Regions from separate parts of the Bos taurus genome. Here region 1 is linked to region 2. A link is a contact called in public Hi-C data. All regions are on one chromosome and are shown on one strand. The core of a region is the stretch at or near the end of the contact, and the rest is flanking DNA. Distances in the headings are between cores, read along the strand shown.

Evidence for each region. Hi-C and Micro-C count contacts between places; a contact is called where the count stands out from the background.
Region 1: a Hi-C map of liver shows a contact between it and region 2, with 2.7 times the contacts expected there. The contact joins two enhancer-like sites. A contact is called at or near these places in 3 of 11 Hi-C or Micro-C datasets (blood, liver and skeletal muscle).

The regions. Positions count from the first base shown.
Region 1 is chr7:16,224,666-16,229,116 of ARS-UCD2.0, forward strand. No RefSeq gene overlaps it. Among named protein-coding and RNA genes, the nearest start is that of ARHGEF18, 19 kb to the right of the region's middle. Within about 2 kb of position 3,201, at least 3 of the 102 cell types and tissues checked have an H3K27ac peak or open chromatin away from gene starts, as enhancers often do. A contact at or near this core is called in liver, where this site is marked.
Region 2 is chr7:16,093,903-16,098,336 of ARS-UCD2.0, forward strand. The region is part of intron 9 of INSR (insulin receptor); the gene reads right to left. Among named protein-coding and RNA genes, the nearest start is that of MBD3L3, 53 kb to the left of the region's middle. Within about 2 kb of position 1,454, at least 16 of the 102 cell types and tissues checked have an H3K27ac peak or open chromatin away from gene starts, as enhancers often do. A contact at or near this core is called in liver, where this site is marked.

The DNA of each region.
Region 1 (4,451 bases), core at 1,951-4,450, 130 kb after region 2:
GGTCTGTCCGAAGGGCAAAAAGGCAGCTGGTGTGGTTGGAGGACTGTGAGCAGGAGAGGGGTACAATTTGTTGGGAGGAAAATATAGAACAAAGTTTATAGCATCCCAGGGCTTTCCTGATGGCTTAGCAGCAGAATCTGCCTGCAAGGCAGAAGATGAAAGAGACATGAGTTCGATCCCTCGGTTGGAAAGATCCCCGAGGTAATGACAACCCACTCCAGTATTCTTGCCTGGAAAATTCCATGGACAGGGGAGCCCAGCAGGCTACAGTCCACGAGTCACAAAGAGTCGGACACTACAGAGTGACTGAGCACATATCCCAGCCCTGGGCCTGGCACACAGCCCTCATTCAGTAAATATAACGATTGTTATAACTGCTTCAAAGGGCTGAGAGCTGCATTTGCTGCCCCCAGGGGCTGAACATCAGGAAGTTCCCGGCCTTTAGGTGTGGCCAAGGTGCAAGAGTGGGCCGTGGGAGCCTCTGCAGGATCTGGCTCAGGAAGACCCTGCCTGGGAAGGGCCGACCAGCTGGTGCATCATTCATCCTTCCTCAAGTCCTCAAACACTGCCCACACCCTCCTGCCGGGAACAGGGTTGGAGTCAGCACCACCTTCCCACTCGCCCAAGACACTTTTGTCAGAGGTCGGTGACTTTTTTTTTTTTTTTACATAATAGCAAAACGCAGATCTCCCATCACTTCATGGCAAATAGATGGGGAAAAAAATGGAAACAGTGACAGACTTTATTTTCTTGGGCTCCAAAATCACTGCGGACTGTGACTGCAGCCAGGAAATTAAAAGACGGTTGCTCCTTGGAAGAAAAGCTATGGCAAACCTAGACAACAGGTTAAAAAGAAGAGACAGCTCTTTGCTGACAAAGTTCCATCTAGTCAAAGCTATGGTTTTCCCAGTAGTCATGTACGGATGCGAGAGCTGGACCGTAAGAAGGCTGAGTGCTGAAGAATTGATGCTTTTGAATTGTGGTGTTAGAGAACTCTTAAGAGTCCCTTGGACAGCAAGGCAATCAAACCAGTCAATCCTAAAGTCCTGAATATTCATTGGAAGGACTAATGCTGAAGCTGAAGCTCCCAATAGTTAGGCCACTGAACAACCGACTCATTGGAAAAAACCATGATGCTGGGAAAGGTTGAGGGCAGGAGGAGAAGGGGATGACAGAGGATGAGATGGTTGGATGGCATCATCAACTCAATGGACATGAGTTTGAGCAAATTCAGGGAGATAGTGAAGGACAGGGAAGCCTGGGGTGCCGCACTCCACGGGGTCACGAAGAGTCGGACATGACTTAGCAACTACACAACAACAAAATTCAGGAAAATAACAACCAAAGAGAAGAAAATGGAGAAAGAGGAAGAGGAAAAGGAGGCGGGAGGAGAGAATGAGTGGGAGGAATAAGGAGAAGAGGAGGAAGGGAAAGAGGAAGAGGAGATACGGGAAGGGGAGGAGGAGGGAGAGGAAGCAGAAGAAGAAAGAAGGAGGGAAGGAAGGAGAGAAGGAAGATTTCTTGCATCTCCTGCATTGGCGGGTGGATTCTTTACCTCTGAACCACCTGAAAAGCCCCAGAGTGGCCCAAGCTTGGCTTCAGTCCCTCTCAGTCCCCTAGCTCTGAACTTTGGACACCACTGATGACGCCTCTCAGGGCGTGCTGAGGACATGGCACCATAGCCCCCCAGGTGCAGCATCTAGGTACAACACGTCACCTCTATCTTGTTGACTATCATCCAGTTCCACATGTGAACTCAGCCGCACATGCATGGAACTGGATCCTGCCAGAGAAATCGGATCTGGAACATCCCAGAATTTGTGGTCCCAGCTCCTGCCCCCAGGGAGCCAGGGGACCCGTCCAGGAAGATGGTTCCCACACTGGACAGCTCTGGATCCCTCCGTGGGAACCACTGGGAGGCCCGGCAGCTGCTGGAGGAATTTCTTCCACTGCGTCCTGGTTCTTTGAAGACGAATTTGTCTTAGGGGATGGCCAGAGTGGCTCAGGGTCAAGGCTGGGGGATAGAGGAAGTCAAGCTCTTCCATGGGTCTGAAATGAGTCAGTATTGGAGTGGTGGGAGGTTTAGGAGATCCCTTGGCTCAGGATAGGCCAACTTTGAAGGCTCATGGGCATCACACATGGACATCCTTAGACCTGGGTACACATGCAGATATGCTGGGGACACACGTGTGTTCACGTGGGCACATGCACAGACATGCTCAAGCACACATCTGTGTGTTAATAAGCACATAGGCAAGAAGATGCTCCAAAGACTTCCCTGGTGGCACAGTAAACAAGAATCTACCTGCCAATAGAGAAGACTTGGGTTCGATCCCTGGTCCGAGGAGATCCCACATGCCGAGGGACCACTAAACCCATGCGCCACAGCTACTGAGCCCTCACTCTAGAGCCCATGCTCCGCAGCAACAGAAGTCACCTCACTGAGAAGCCCAAGAACCACAGTGAAGAGTCTATCTCCTGCTTGCTGCAACTAGAGAAACCCTGAGCAAAGCAAAGACCCAGCACAGCCAAAAATAAATAAATAAGTTTTTTTGAAAAAGAATACACTCCAATACACCCATGCAAACTGTAGAGTCTCTTCTGTCCATGGGATTACCCTGGCAAGAATACTGGAGTGGGTTGCCATATATACATATATATGAATCACTTTGTTATGCAGCTGAAAGTAACACAATACTGTAAATCAACTATATACACTTCAATTAAAAAAAAAAAAAACAGAAAGAAAAACAGAAAACAAGGGGGCCCTTGCCTTGCAAGAGTGTAGAGACCAGGGTTGCCATTTCCTTCTCCAGGGGATCTTCCCCACCCAGGGATCGAACCCAGATCTCCTGCATTGTAGGCAGACGCTTTACCATCTGAGCCACCGTAGAGACCAGAGACAAACTCAAAGCTCAAATCCAGCCAGCCACCTGCCAACACAGACAGGAAAAAGTTTTGCACAAACTTTTGCACACCCCACCCCCCAACAGTCCGTCCTCAATCTTGAATTGTACCCGATTTCAAATCTTAACACCTGCTTAGTCGTCAAAATATACCTAGAATCCAACCACTTCCTTTTCCCACGCTCCCTCACCTGGTCAGGCCCCAGCATCGCTCACCTGGACCAATGCAGTCCTCTTCGGAGTACTGATCCCCGGCTCCCACCCCAGCTCTCACAGTCTGTCCTCCCTGAAGCAACCACCGGAGGGCGCCCGTGAGCACCTGAGTCAGGCCCCGCCTCCTCCTCTGCTCACAGCCCTCCAGGGCTCCCATCTTACGGAAAACAAAAACCCAAATGCTCCCGCAGCCCACAAAGCTAGACAACCTGGTCGATCCCCTCCCTCCCTTCCCTCCTCCCTCTCTCCCCTTGCTTACTTTGCTCCACCTGCATGGGCCTCCTGGCTGTTCCTCCAGCACGGCAGGCCAGGTCCTTGCCCAGGACCTTTGCACAGGCTGTGCCCTCTGTCCAGACCGCTCTTCTCTCAGGTATCTTGACTCGCTCCCTTAACTTCCTTCAGTTTTCATTTCTGTTCTCTCTCCCCTACTACCCGAAAGATCACTCCAGACAAGAATGTCTGTGGGCTTCGTGCTCTGTTGGTGTCTCAGTTCTAAATGGTGCCAGCATACAGTAGGGTTCCATAATTATCTTTTGTTGTTGTTCAAGCTGAGTAAATATTAGACAATATTGTTTCTGTTGTTAACCTATCTAGTATCTATCTCTTACTCCCTTGGGGACAAAGGGTTTCTCCTTTCTTTTCACTTATTTTTTTCTGCACTGGGTCTCAGTTGCTGCTCGGGGTCTTTCTCTGGTGCTTGAGCTTCTCGTTGTGCTGGCATCTCTCATTGCAGAGCAGGGGATGTAGGGCACATGGGCTTCAGCAGTGGTGGTGAGTGGCCTTAGTTGCCCCGTGGCATGTGGGATTTTCACTGACCAGGGCTCAAACCCTCATCCTCTGCATTGGCAGGCAGATGTGTTAACCACTGGACCACCAGGGAAGTCTCCTTCTTTCTTTTATCAAATATTTATTGAGCACCTAGTGCAAGCCTAGCTGCTGCTGCTGCTAAGTCGCATCAGTCGTGTCCGACTCTGTGCAACCCCATAGACGGCAGCCCACCAGGCTCCCCCATCCCTGGGATTCTCCAGGCAAGAGCACTGGAGTGGGTTGCCATTTCCTTCTCCAATGCATGAAAGTGAAAAGTGAAAGTGAAGTCCCTCAGTCGTGTCCGACTCTTCTCGACCCCATGGACTGCAGCCTTCCAGGCTCCTCCGTCCATGGGATTTTCCAGGCAAGAGTACTGGAGTGGGTTGCCATTGCCTTCTCCAGCATGCCTAGCAGGCAAAGGAAATAGGCATAAAGCCCCTGCTCCCCCAAAACTTGCATTCACATGCAGAAGGCAGGTTAACATGTGCAGAGCAAGAAATGATTTCAGATACAGCAGAAACTAAC
Region 2 (4,434 bases), core at 204-2,703:
TTTCCACATGCCACTTGGTGCCCCATGGGTCTCTGTGACACATCTAGTCAAATCTCAGGGACAAAGTGGAAAGGTGGGGAGTGGGGGAGTCAGTGTTTCACAGGGACAGAGTTTCCGTTTGGGGAGATGAGAAAGTTCTGGAGATGATGGTGGCGATGGCTGCACAACAATGCGAATGTGCTTAATGCCGCTGAGCTTTGCACTTCAAAGTGGTTCAAATGGCCAATTTTATGTTATGCAAGTTTTACAGTTAAAAACCATATAGCTGACAAGACTGTACTGTATAATTGAAATATACAATTCAATATCAGAGAAGAAGCTAGAAGTTCTCATTTGAAAAAGGAGGGGACTTCTCCGGTGGCTCAGTGGTAAAGAATCTGCCTGCCAATGCAGTACCCGCAGGTTTGACCTCCGATCTAGGAAGATTCCACAGGCCACGGGGCAACTAAGCCCGTGCACCGCAACTGCTGCGCCTACACTCTGGAGCCGGTGCTTGGCAACAGGGGAAACCACCGCAACGAGAAGCCCGCGCACAGCAAAGGAGAGTAGCCTCCATTTGCCGCAACTAGAAGCCTGTGAGTAGCAGTGAAGACCCAGCACAGCCAAAACTAAGTAAACAGAGATTTCCTTAAACAAAAAAATAAATATGTGAAGTGATAGCTGTATTAACTAGGTGGGAGGAATTCTTTTCCAACGTGTATGCACAAAAAGTCTTCACAATTTACACTTTAAATATCTTACAGTTTTCCTTGTCAATTATATCTCAATAAAACTGAAAAAAAAAAAAAAAAAAAACCACTTCTGATTCTAAAGGAAACTACTACGGATCACAGTTAGTAAATTATTTATCTTGTGTGTGTTATCAAGTTTATTTATTTGTGTGTGTACTGGGGTTTTTTCTTTGTGGCAAAATACACATAACACAAAATTTACCGTCTTACTCATTTTTAAGCATCGTGATCCAGTGTCATTAAGTATATTTACACTATTGTGCAACCATCCCCACCATCCATCTCGAGAACTTTCTCACCTTCCCAAACTGAAACTCTGCCTGTGAAACTCTGAGTCTCCATCCCCTCCCCCACCCCTGGCCCCCACCATCTGCTTCCTGTCTCTATAGATCTGACTCCTCCAGGGAACTCCTGTAAGTGGAATCAGACAATATATATCCTTTAGTAAGTTTATTTTTTTTAATTCCATAAACTTTGGGCAAAATGACAAATAAAATCATGTCAAATCATCACCTTCTAATGACAGACTGACTTCCAGAATAAAAGTTGTTGCTCTTAAAAAAAAGAAAGAAAGAAAGAAAGAAAACACGGCCTGCCCCGATGGTGGTGGCAGTTCTGGTTGGTGGTTTCGGTTGCTCGAATGCAGGGCCAAGAGTGCACAGCTGAGCCCATGACTTTGCTTGCTCTCGAGTTATATAAAGCATCCGAGGAGATAAATCACGTTTGCAACCCTCTGCTCAGGCGGGGGATGAGGTCACAGGCATACATATAGCACATGATCTTAGAGCTGGGACAGCTCCCGGAGATCATCTGGCCTCCTGCCCCTTTTCCCCAAAAGGAGGCAGCTGGTGACAAGCTGGGTGACTTGCCCAAAGCCCTACATCAGGGCACAGAAAACCTTAGGCTCCTGACCTCAGTCACATGTCATCAGCTGCCCCAAGGTAGGAGGTTACCAGTAACTCACAACATCTAAAGGAAAATAAACTCAGACCAGAAAGCAGAGACATCACTTTGATGACAAAGGTCCATCTAGTCAAAGCTATGGTTTTTCCGGTAGTCATGTATGGATGTGAGAGTTGGACTACAAAGAAGGCTGAGCACCGAAGAATTGATGCTTTCGAATTGTGGTGCTGGAGAAAACTCTCGAGAGTGCCTTGGACAGCAAGGAGCTCAAACCAGTTAATTCTTAAGGAAATCAACCCTGAAGGACTGATGCTGAAGCTGAAGCTCCAATACTTTCACCACCTGATGTGAAGAGACAACTCATTGGAAAAGACCCTGATGCTGGAAAAGATTGAGGGCAGGAGAAGAGGGTGACAGAGGATGAGATGGCTGGATGGCACCACCAACTCAATGGACATGAATTTGAGCAAACTTGGGGAGAGAGTGAAGGACAGGGAGACCTGGCGTGCTGCAGTCCGTGGGGTTGCAAAGAGTCAGACGTGGCTGAGCGACTGAACAAAAACAACACAACAACACAGCAACAAACAACAACAAAACAACTAAAGGATAAATCAGGAGCTTGGGATGAACATACACACATGATTATATGTAAGACAGATAACCAACCAGGACTTACTGCCTAGCACAGGAAACTCTACTCAATATTCTGTAGTAACCTATATGAGAAATTAATCTGAAAAAGAAGGAATCTAGGGACTTCCCTGGTGGTCCAGTGGGTAAGACTCTGAGCTCACAGTGCAGGAGGCCTGGGGTTGAGTACTGGTCAGGGAACTAGATCCCACACGCTGCAACAAAGACCCAGTGCAGCCAAATAAATAAATATTTTTTGAAACGAATGAATCTATGCATGTGTATAATTGAGCCACTTTGCTGTACACCCAAAACTAATACTAAATAAATTGTAAGTCAACTATTTTTTTAATATTCAGTCGTGTCTGACTCTTTGCGACTCCATGGACTGAAGCCTGCCAGTTTCCTCTGTCCATGGGATCTTTCTAGGCAAGAACACTGAAGTGGGTTGCCATTTCTTACTCCAGAGGATCTTCCCAACCCAGGGATCAAGTCCCCATCTCTTGTGTCTTCTGCATTGGCAGGTGGATTCTTTAGCACCAGCGCCACCATACTCCAATAATTTTTTTAAAATAAATAATAAACAAAAGAGTCTGGGGATTGGGGGGAAAACCTTTTATATAGACTCAAACAAAACAACTAAAGGGGGGGGAAAGACTTCTGTTTCTTCAGTTTGATGGACTTTTTTACAACCCAGTTTTAAAATAATGTAAGACTAATTTATACACACCAGTTGGAGGCTTCAAATATTTTTTTCATTTTTCTGTAGATGGATGCAAGCCCATTAAGTAAGCGAGATTGAAGACTGGAAAATATGTGTCATTCATATACATTTTTAATGGAAAGCCTAGGGAGGAAGAGATTGGAGACTCTTTGCTGTCTCCAATCCTTAAAACTTAAGGGTCTAAAATTAGGGGCCAGGTCTTCCCTGGAGGTCCAGAGGTTAGGACCTTTCCATTGCAGAGTGGGGTGGATTTGATCCCTGGTCGGGGAGTTAAGATCCCAAATGCCAAGTGGCCAAAAAAAGTAAAAGTAAAAAATAAAAATAAAATTAGAGACCAAAAAAGTCGATATATGTATAACTGATTCACTTTGCTGTACGCCTGAAACTAACAAAACATTGTAAATAAACTACTCCAATAAAAATTCTTAAAATAAGGGACCAAAATTCTTCCCTGACTTTGTCAGTCACCACTGCACACATTGTTGTGTTTCTAGCTTAGCAGGGAAGTCTTGCATGGGTTAACACAGCTACATCCCCACCAGGGGGAGGTGGACGAGGAAGGGGAAGAGGAGAACATTCCAGAACGCATCGATGCCAAGACACGGGGAGTGTCTGGTTTCAACATGAGTCTTCAGAGCTTGTCCGCACCCTGTGATGTTTAGAAATGTGAACGGGCAGACAGACGTCCCCTTACTGTGTTTTTTTTTTACAAAACAAAGGTTTGTGGGAACCCCGCATCCAGCAAAACTATTACCACCGTTTCCCCAGCAGTATTTGATCACTTTGTGTCTCTATGTCATGCTTCAGTAATTTTCACAATATATCAAACTTCTTTCTTTGTATTCTACTTGTTATGATGATCTCTGATCAGTGATCTTTGATGTTACTAATGTAATTGTTTGGGCATTTTTTTAAAGCAATAAAGTATTCTTTAATTAAGGTATGTGCATGGTTTTCTTTTTGGTCTCGATTTATTCTTTTTAAAATTTTTATTGAAATAAAATTGATTTATAATGTTGTATTAGTTTCAGGTGTACAGCAAAGTAACTGTCATATATACATATATCCTTTTTCAGATTATTTTCCATTATAGATTATTATGAGATATTGAGTAGAGTTCCCTGTGCTATGCAGTAGGTCCTTGTTGATTATCTATTTGGGGTAGCAAACAGTCAGACACGGCTGAAATGACTTAGCACACATGCACATGTATATTTTAAGCATATTTTTTCTTAAACATAATGCTATTGCACACTTCATAGACTATAGTATAATGTGAATATAACTTTTATAGGCACTGGAAACCAAAAACTTCATGTGACTTGATTTATTGCAATATTTGCTTCATTTCGGAAGTCTGGAACTGAACCCTCGGTATCTCTGAAGAATGCCCGTGTGTGTGTTTTCGTCTGAGATAAAATGGAGTGTGTGTTCCCACAAGCACGT